Regions from separate parts of the Sus scrofa genome. Here region 1 is linked to region 2. Evidence: chromatin contacts called from public Hi-C data. All regions are on one chromosome and are shown on one strand. Each heading gives the region's core, a stretch centred on a gene start, on an enhancer-like site or on the middle of the called end of the contact. The rest is flanking DNA. Distances are from core to core; before and after follow the strand shown. Region 1 overlaps UNC93A (protein unc-93 homolog A). Region 2 has its middle 97 kb from the start of AFDN.

What was found. A called contact is a pair of places that touch in the nucleus more often than the background predicts.
Region 1: a Hi-C map of liver shows a contact between it and region 2, with 2.3 times the contacts expected there. The contact joins two enhancer-like sites. A contact is called at or near these places in 1 of 5 promoter capture datasets (liver) and 2 of 47 Hi-C or Micro-C datasets (both in liver).

The regions. Positions count from the first base shown.
Region 1 is chr1:1,946,824-1,950,904 of Sscrofa11.1, forward strand. UNC93A (protein unc-93 homolog A) reads left to right here. Exons shown (of 9, transcript XM_021085952.1): 5 at 1,567-1,692; 6 at 3,268-3,482; 7 at 3,957-4,081. Among named protein-coding and RNA genes, the nearest start is that of TTLL2, 25 kb to the right of the region's middle. Within about 2 kb of position 1,923, at least 9 of the 83 cell types and tissues checked have an H3K27ac peak or open chromatin away from gene starts, as enhancers often do. A contact at or near this core is called in liver, where this site is marked.
Region 2 is chr1:1,793,724-1,797,839 of Sscrofa11.1, forward strand. No RefSeq gene overlaps it. Among named protein-coding and RNA genes, the nearest start is that of AFDN, 97 kb to the left of the region's middle. Within about 2 kb of position 2,303, at least 8 of the 83 cell types and tissues checked have an H3K27ac peak or open chromatin away from gene starts, as enhancers often do. A contact at or near this core is called in liver, where this site is marked.

The sequences.
Region 1 (4,081 bases), core at 673-3,172, 150 kb after region 2:
CTGCCCACTGAGCGGATCCACCCAGCAGCGTTTCAGTGTTACACAAAGGACCACGTATCCCTTAACTGACCTCCCTGAGACGTCTGGGGGTTGACACGAGGGCGGAGGAAAGCCGCATCTCGGTTCTCACAGGGACTTTACGAATGGGGAGACCTTCTGACTCTGCTGACCACCGCCAGGATTCTCGCCCTCTGGGTCCCGCCTCCATCCTGCTGACCCATAGAAAACCTCACCTTCAGGAACCCGTGATAATAGTCTCTCTGCCCTTTTCTCACGTGACGTCACCACTAGCCAAGTGCACCCACAGAAGGGAAACAAGGGGGCTGAGAGATGCCCATCGCGACTCGCTACTGCCCTTAGCGCCTGCCGTCAGCCAGCAGGAGCCGGATGAAATTCAGTCCCTCTGACAGGACTGGCCTGACGTGGAGCGAATGGCTTTGCTTTTAAAGACATCCGGGCAAGCTGGTCCCAGGACACAGAGTGTGAGCGAGGAAGGCGTTTTGAGAGCCCTGCCGGGTTCCTCAGCCTTTCTGTGCCTCTGGGCTCCAGGCTGCCTTCTTGTCCAGCGTGCCGCCTACCTCACCAGCCGGGGGACCCTGGGGCATTTTAAGTGATGAAATCCATGTTCTGGAAACAAGGAAACACAGTATTTCTTCCACGACTTCTGTCCCATCTCTTCAGAGATTCTGACGTGGGTCTGACCAAGAGTCACTGAGTGTTCCAATTTCATTCTTTTTTTTTTTTTTTTTTTTTGTCTTTTTAGGGCCGCACCCGTGGCACATGGAGGTTCCCAGGCTAGGGGTCCAATTGGAGCTACAGCTTCCAGCCTACACCACAGCCACAGCCACGCCAGATCTGAGCCACATCTGCAAACTACACCTCAGCCCACGGCAACGCTGGATCTTAACCCACCGAGTGAGGCCAGGGATCGAACCCACATCCACATGGTTCCCAGTCAGACTGTTTCCACTGTGCCACGATGGGAACTCCCAGTTTCATTCTTTGAACGGCAAAGAGAGCTGATATTCAGAGAAGATATGAAATAAGCTGCCCAGGGTCACAGAACTGGGTACAGATGAATCTGAGAAAGAACCTAGTGGGCCTACACCCGGTCAAATGCGCTCTATTTCTTAATTAATCCTGAAAAGTGGGAAACTTTCAACAACATCAGGAACACAATATAACAAGGAAGCAACATTTATTGCACATTGGTCCAGAGTGGCTTAAAACCAAGTATATAGGAGTTCCCCAGGGGCTCAGTGGGTTAAGGGTCCAACATTGTCACTGCTGTGGCTTGTATTCCATCCCTGGCCTGGGGGCTTCTGCACACGGAGGGCATGGCCAAAAAAAAAGAAAAAAAAAAGGCAAGTATACAGACAGGTGCCCAAAAGGGGAAATGCATTTAGAAGCACTTGGTCTGCAGAGCCCACGTCTGTGACACTGACCTGAGGGGAAGCCTTGCCTTCTGCCTGGCCTCTCTCCTTCTCACTGGCACGTCCTTCCTTTGGTCCCACCTGCCATCAAGTCACCCGTGTTCTCAAGCCCCCTTTGCTTCTGACGTCACAGGGACCATCCCGGAGCAGCAGCTCCTGTCCTGCGGGGCCAGGGACTGCCTGATGGCCACGGCTCCCGCCAACAGCACGAACCGCCCCTCGCAGGAGCTAATCTACACCTTGCTGGGCATCTACACGGGTAAGCGCCACGTGGGGAGCCCAGGGAGCGCCAGCTGGACCCCGTCCTGGGTGGGAAAGACCGTCTCCCAGGTCAACACATCCGTGATGCTGAAGCCCTGCCCGGGGCGCCTGGCTCGGCTCAGGCCTCTTCCCCCGAAACCGAGCATGGCCGCCTCTGCTGTCCCCTGTCCCCTGCGAGCATGGGAGCCTCTCACATCGGCGCCAGTAGCCGTGTGCTTAGTTAAATTTTAACTAACTAAATTGAAACCACTGTTCCTAAGGCCAAGCAGATACATTCCAAGTGCCCAGGGACCAAGGGTGGTGGACATGGCAGACCACGGCATTGGGCTGGCTACATGTGTTCCAGCTGTGTCCAGAGGGCCCGAGGACAAGGGTCTGGAGGGGACAGGGGGCCAACTGGGGTGAGCAACTATGGCCCATCACAACGGGCCTGGAGTCTGGGCGGTTGCATACCTGCCTCCTGGATTCCAGTGTGAACATAACTGGGAAGGGTGGAGGCAGAGGGCCGAGAAGCCCGTGAGGGGCCAGCGGACTGACCCAGGGAAAGATGGACCAGGGGCACGGTGTGCAGAGCAGCGGGGGGTCGGGAGGGTGAGGTCAAGAGAGTCAGAGCAACAGCCAGCAGGACGTACCCGCACTGGATGCGGGTCGGCACTTGGGGGGCAGGGCAAAGCAACCGGTTTGGAAACGTTTGGCCTGAGATGAGCGCAGACCCAGCGTCCCTGGGCCCCTGGGAACCTCATCCGTGTTCCTGGTCCTCGGAAAATCCGCTGGCGGGAGGGAGAGGAGATCCAAGCAGGCCTGTAAAGCTGGGATCACGGGGGGCGGGGGGGACTGCCTCGCGGGGCCTCGCAGCCTCCCTCCTTCAAGCAAGGCTGTTGCCACAAAGACAAGAGAAAATTATACAGTAAAAATGAAACAGGAAAGGAGGAAAACTGACCAAAGCGAAGAGAACGCCTTTCCCTAGAGTACTTTCCAGGGTCCCTGAGCCCTGCCCCCGCCATGCAGTTACGAGCCCTGTGCCCAGTCCACACCCTGCGGAAGGTTCTGGACCACAGGACACTCTGGACGCACCCCTGTGTCCTGGTGGACATGCGGCTTCTGGACCCAAGCCCCACCTCCCATGGGCTGCATCTGGGCCTCTGTCCACGGGGGGCTGGTCCTGGGCCTGCTGTGAGCCGAGGCTGGAGAAGGGAGCTGTCCAGGTGGGGTGTCTACACAGACTGTCCAGGTGGTGGATCCACACACAGAGCATCCAGTTAAGGACTCTGAGGACACCTGGGGTCTCCCTGCCGACCCCCATGTCTGTTTCCTGTCACCTGCTGTGGCAGGTTTCATGAGAAAGCCTGACTATCACAGGTTAGTCAGGGAACCAACACGCAGGCTGGAGGTACCGAGTGTGACCTCCAAGCCCACGGTGGAGGGCGGGGCTTTGGTCAGGCTCCGCCCACCTGGCACCGCCTTACACCTGGATTTGAAACCACCCTGCACCTGGAGAGGAGGAGGTGCGTCTATGCAGGGGTGTGGCGCTCCGGTCCTGTCCCAGCAGCCCGTCCCCTTGCTGTCCTTCCAGGGAGCGGCGTCCTGGCAGTCCTGCTGACAGCTGTGTTTCTCGAACCTGTAAAAGATGCTCAGCAGAAAAGTGAGGGAGAGAAGAAAGCACCACCATTTTGGTCCACTTTGCTGTCGACGTTCAAGCTTTTTAGGGACAAGCGTCTGCGCCTCCTGGTCCTGCTGCCTCTGTACTCCGGGTTCGAGCAAGCCTTCCTCGCCGGCGACTACACGCGGGTAGGAGAGGGGCCGGGCAGGCGGGCTCAGGGCTCCCGTGCTGCGCTGAGTCCTTTGCCGCCCGTGTGGTTGAGACATCAGCTCCCAGGTTCCGTCCAGCTCGCCTGGAGGGGGACCACTCCACCTGTCACTTGAGACGCAGCTTCAGGGAAAGGACCAAAGCTGCTCGGCAGTCATCACAGGGACATTTGCTGTGTGGTGCCTGCCTGCATCTCACGCTGCGCCCTTATCTTTAAGTGAAAAATAGGGAAAACCGTGAAATCCGCGGTTATCACTAGAATTCCTATGACCTAGTTTTCAATTTATGCTTTTTTACTACCTGGAAATGCACGTGGGTCTCAGCCTGGTCACCCGGCTACTTGACGCTGTTCGCTGGAGGCCCGCCTCACCCCTGAGCTGTTGCCCTCTTTGTGCGTAAAGGAGGTGCCCTCCTTGGGGGTGGCTGGGCCTCTCACGGTCTGTGCCTCTCCCCAGTCCTACACCACCTGCGCCCTGGGCATCCAGTTCGTGGGCTACGTGATGATTTGCTTCGCGGCCGTCAACGCGCTCTGCTCGGTGCTCTATGGGAAGCTCTCCAAGTTCACGGGCAGGACCGCTCT
Region 2 (4,116 bases), core at 1,053-3,552:
CCCCGGGGGCCCCTTTACCACCCCGTCCCCCAGGAGGGAGCCGCGGTGCTGGACTTTGGATAAACCCGTCTCTGTAACTCGTCCTGCTCCCTTCCTGCCCACGCAGCGCGCCGCGGATCAGCGTGACCCCATCTGCGGCGCGGGCGTCCTCGAGCTTCTTCGGCTCAGTTTTAGGATCCTGAGCTTTGCCACTCTGCTGCTGGTGGATGTGACTGGCTCCTGTTTGTTGGCAGACACACATACGGGTTTTTCCCACTGAGTGTGTGTCCTTTGGTGTTTTCCTGGGTAGACGTCAGATCCCCTTGTTTTCAGCCCCATGGCAATAAGTGATACTGGGTTTAGGGGGTCGCATGAACCTGCGCACTTTGGAACCAACCGAGGACGTGTGAGTGGAAGGAGAAAAAAAATTGGCGGACAGTTCTACAGTTTGAACAAATTGTGAATGAAATAATATGCAATGTGACACTTCAAAGCAGATGGAAAAATTAAAAACAATAAGCTCTCACATTTGAGTAAAGCAAACGGAAACACAGAAAAACTGGGCTGGATGGAGTCACGGCAGACCCACTCACAGGCGGCCCCGTGATTCAGTACCTGAGTCTGATGGAGACAGAGACGCGTTAGAGCAGCGGTGGTCTGTGGGCACTGCGAGGCGCTGGCGCCACTCTGCCCACTGGCAACCCCCACCCCAGCCCCCGCCCCCACCCCCCACCCTATCTCCATCCCCCACCCTATGCCCCCCCACCCCCCGTCTCCACCCCATCCCCCACCTTCCACTGCCATCCCCCATGCTACCCCCTTCCCCCCGGCTCGTCCCCATCCCCTCCCCCCATCCCCGTCCCACCAGCACAAAGGCAGCTCCTCCTCCTTGGAAATGCGTGCGTGTGTAATTACAGATGCCAAGTGTCCCTTGAAAGATGCCTAAGAAGCTGGTTCCACTAGTGCCTCGAGAGATGGGAATCCGGTGCCTGGGGTTGGGGTGGGTGAGACTCTGTGCTGTGACCTCTGACAGGTCTCGAGGTTGACCCCTGTGCAAACGCTACTGAAAAACGCAGGTGAAAAATCGTCAGCCCAGGAAGAAAATTCCATTTCAGCCACTGACGGTGTGGGGGCTTTACAGGCAGAAAAACAGTCCCACCGTGGGCCTGGCCAAGGAGAGAATTTGCTAGAAATGAAAGGACTGCTAGAGTAATTTGGACTTTGTAACATGATGGTTTATTTGTTCGGGGTCCAGTGAGGCTCCCTTGGCAGAGGGCTCCTGAGCGTGAGCAGGCGCCCTGGGGACAGCACTGGGAGTGGGCTGCTGGCCACTTGGAGAGAGCAGAGAAGATTCAGACAGCAGCCCCCCCTCTCCCACCCAGAGCCACACACACAGGACACTGGCCTTGAAGGGTCCGCAGACAGAGCAGCAAATCAGAAAAGGCTGAGAGAACATTTTGGTGACTTCAGATAACTGTGACGTGCGATGCTTTTCCTCTGTTGTTTGAGGCTGTGATTGAAACCTATAAATAACTGGAAGTGTGAACTTGAAACAGATCCGCCTCCGCGGCCACTCACAACCTGCCTCGAGGCTAGAGACACATCTCTGGGTAACTGAGCAGCAGCGGAAACGGCGGGCGAGGGCCCAAGCTGCCCACTGGTCTCCTCTGGGCGGTGGGCAGGCCCTGGGGGCTTGACACTGCTCAGGACTCAGGTGAACCATGTGCTGTCCTGGGTCTCGGCCTGGGTCCTGGCTGAGAGCAGAGCCCCCTGGAGATAAGGTTTCTGTTCTGGGGCAGACAGCTCTCCCCCCGCCCCGGACCCGCGGCCTGCCCTGTCTTCCAGAGACAAAGTCAGAGCAGTCCTGAGATTCTCCCAAAGGGACACATCAGCCAGGCCCAGAGTGTCCAGAAGCGAGGTCCCCCGCCCTCACGGGCACAGCGAGTAGCTCCAGGGCCAGATGTGTCTACTGTGTACCTATGATACGAATGTGCGTGTATATGGCATTGATGATACAGCTATTATGTATTTTAAAACACGTGCAAATGATATCTCAAGGTCAACGCATGCAGTGACTCTTGAACAAGATGGGTTTGCACAGCAAGTCCGCTCCTGCGCAGATGTTTCCAGAAAAGCACCGCTGGACCGAGCCTTAGCTGTGAGGGACCGACGGCAAATGCACATCCCAATCTTCACAGCAGCCGGGGGCTGGCACCCGAACCCAGTTGTTCCAGGGTCCGCCTGCTGTGCATTCAATACATGGATAAGATAAACCCACAGCCTGAGGCTGGCCCTAGAGGGGACTGGCCACTCGCTGAGGTCTGCCTCTTATTTTCTGGGGCTGGAGTTACAGCCTTATCAGAGTTGCTGTCACAGGCTTATCAAAGCAGGTTAAAGTTTAAAAGGTATCATTTTCCTGATTCGTAATAAGAACCTTGCACTGGGAGGTCTTTTTTTTTTTGTTTGTTTTGTTTTGTTTTGTTTTGTTTTTTTAGGGCCATACCCATGGCTCGTGGAGGTTCCTAGGCTAGGAGCTGTAGCCGCCAGCCGCCCCACTGCCGCAGCCGCAGGGATCTGGGCTGCATCTGCAACCTACACCACAGCTCACTGGATCTTTAACCCACTGAGCAAGGCCAGGGATTGAACCTGCGTCCTCATGGGTGCTAGCCAGATGTATTTCCACTGAGCCACTACGGGAACTCCTGGGAGCTCATTTTTAAATGCAATGTTTTTGGCCATGCCCGCAGCATGTGGAAGTTCCTGGGCGAGGGATTGAACCCAAGCCACAGCAGTGACAACGCCAGATCCTTAGCCACCAGGGAACTCCTTAAACACAGTTTTTAATATGAGGAAGTGAATCCGGTCCACACTCTCTGGGTCTCCTAAGAGAGGCATCACAGCGGCAGTGCCCTGGCAAAGACCAGGCTGGCTCAGGGCTCTGGCGTCTGGGCCATGGTGCAGACACGCCATGACTTGATTTCAGGCAGAACCTCACATCAGCGCAGAGATTTTCAACATTTATTGTAAACGTGTGAGCAGAAATGAAAGACTGGCTTCATGACTAGGGACAGCTCTGTGAAACGCCCCTGGGAGGTTCGAGATGGGCTGTGTTCATTTTGATGCCTCTGCTCCTCCACTAGGAGACGTGGAAGTTTTGGGAGGAGGGCAAAGCCTCCCCCTGTGGAGAACCGACACAGGCGTGCCTCAGGCGGGGCCGTGGGACAGTGACAAACCCTCGTCACCAGACATCACAAACCAGCCACCATTCCGCATCCCAGTTTCATTCCTTCCAGTGCAATCCACGCACGGTTTCAGCCCCATCGTCCTTGTTAAGTGAATTTAACAAGGCGCTCTCTGCCGAGGCTGGGCCGGTCACCAGATGTCCACTGCCCCCCTGGCTATTCCAGCCTGGAGGCTCGAGCAGCGTCACGCCGGAGACTGAAGGTGGAAGAGAGCAGGCGGGAATCCCAGGTGCGGGAAAGGATGCCTCTGCATCTTTCATCCTGGGCCGAGGTCACCAGGAAAAGCTGCGCGGTGGCAGAGGGAGACGCTGAGAGCAAGCTCGACACGGCGTTGAAGGGAGCAGTTTTGGCAGCTGGGGTGGAGTCTGGGGAGGGAGGATTTGCTCCATGGTCATCAGGGGGGTAGGATTTGGGGTCCCAACAACCAGACCACAAATCCTGGTTCTGACATGACAAGGTTTGCAGTCCTGACTTTGCTCAGACCCTTAATCTCCTCAGCTGAAAACTGGGGGTAACAGCAGAACCTTCCACATAAGTTTGTTTTAGGATTAAATGGCTGTTAGTACATAACAAACACTCAGTAAATGTTAGGACATGAAATCCTTGTCTGGTTTGTTTTGTTTTGTTTTGTTTTTTTGTCTTTTTGCCTTTTCTTGAGCCTCTCCCTCGGCATATGGAGGTTCCCAGGCTAGGGGGTCTAATCGGAACTGTAGCCGCCAGCCTACACCACAGCCACAGAAACACAGGATCCAAGCCACATCTGCGACCTACACCACAGCTCACGGCAACGCCAGATCCTCAACCCACTGAGCAAGGCCGGGGATCGAACCCGCACCCTCATGGTTCCCAGTCGGATTCGTTAACCGCTGAGCCATGACGGGAACTCCCAATCCTT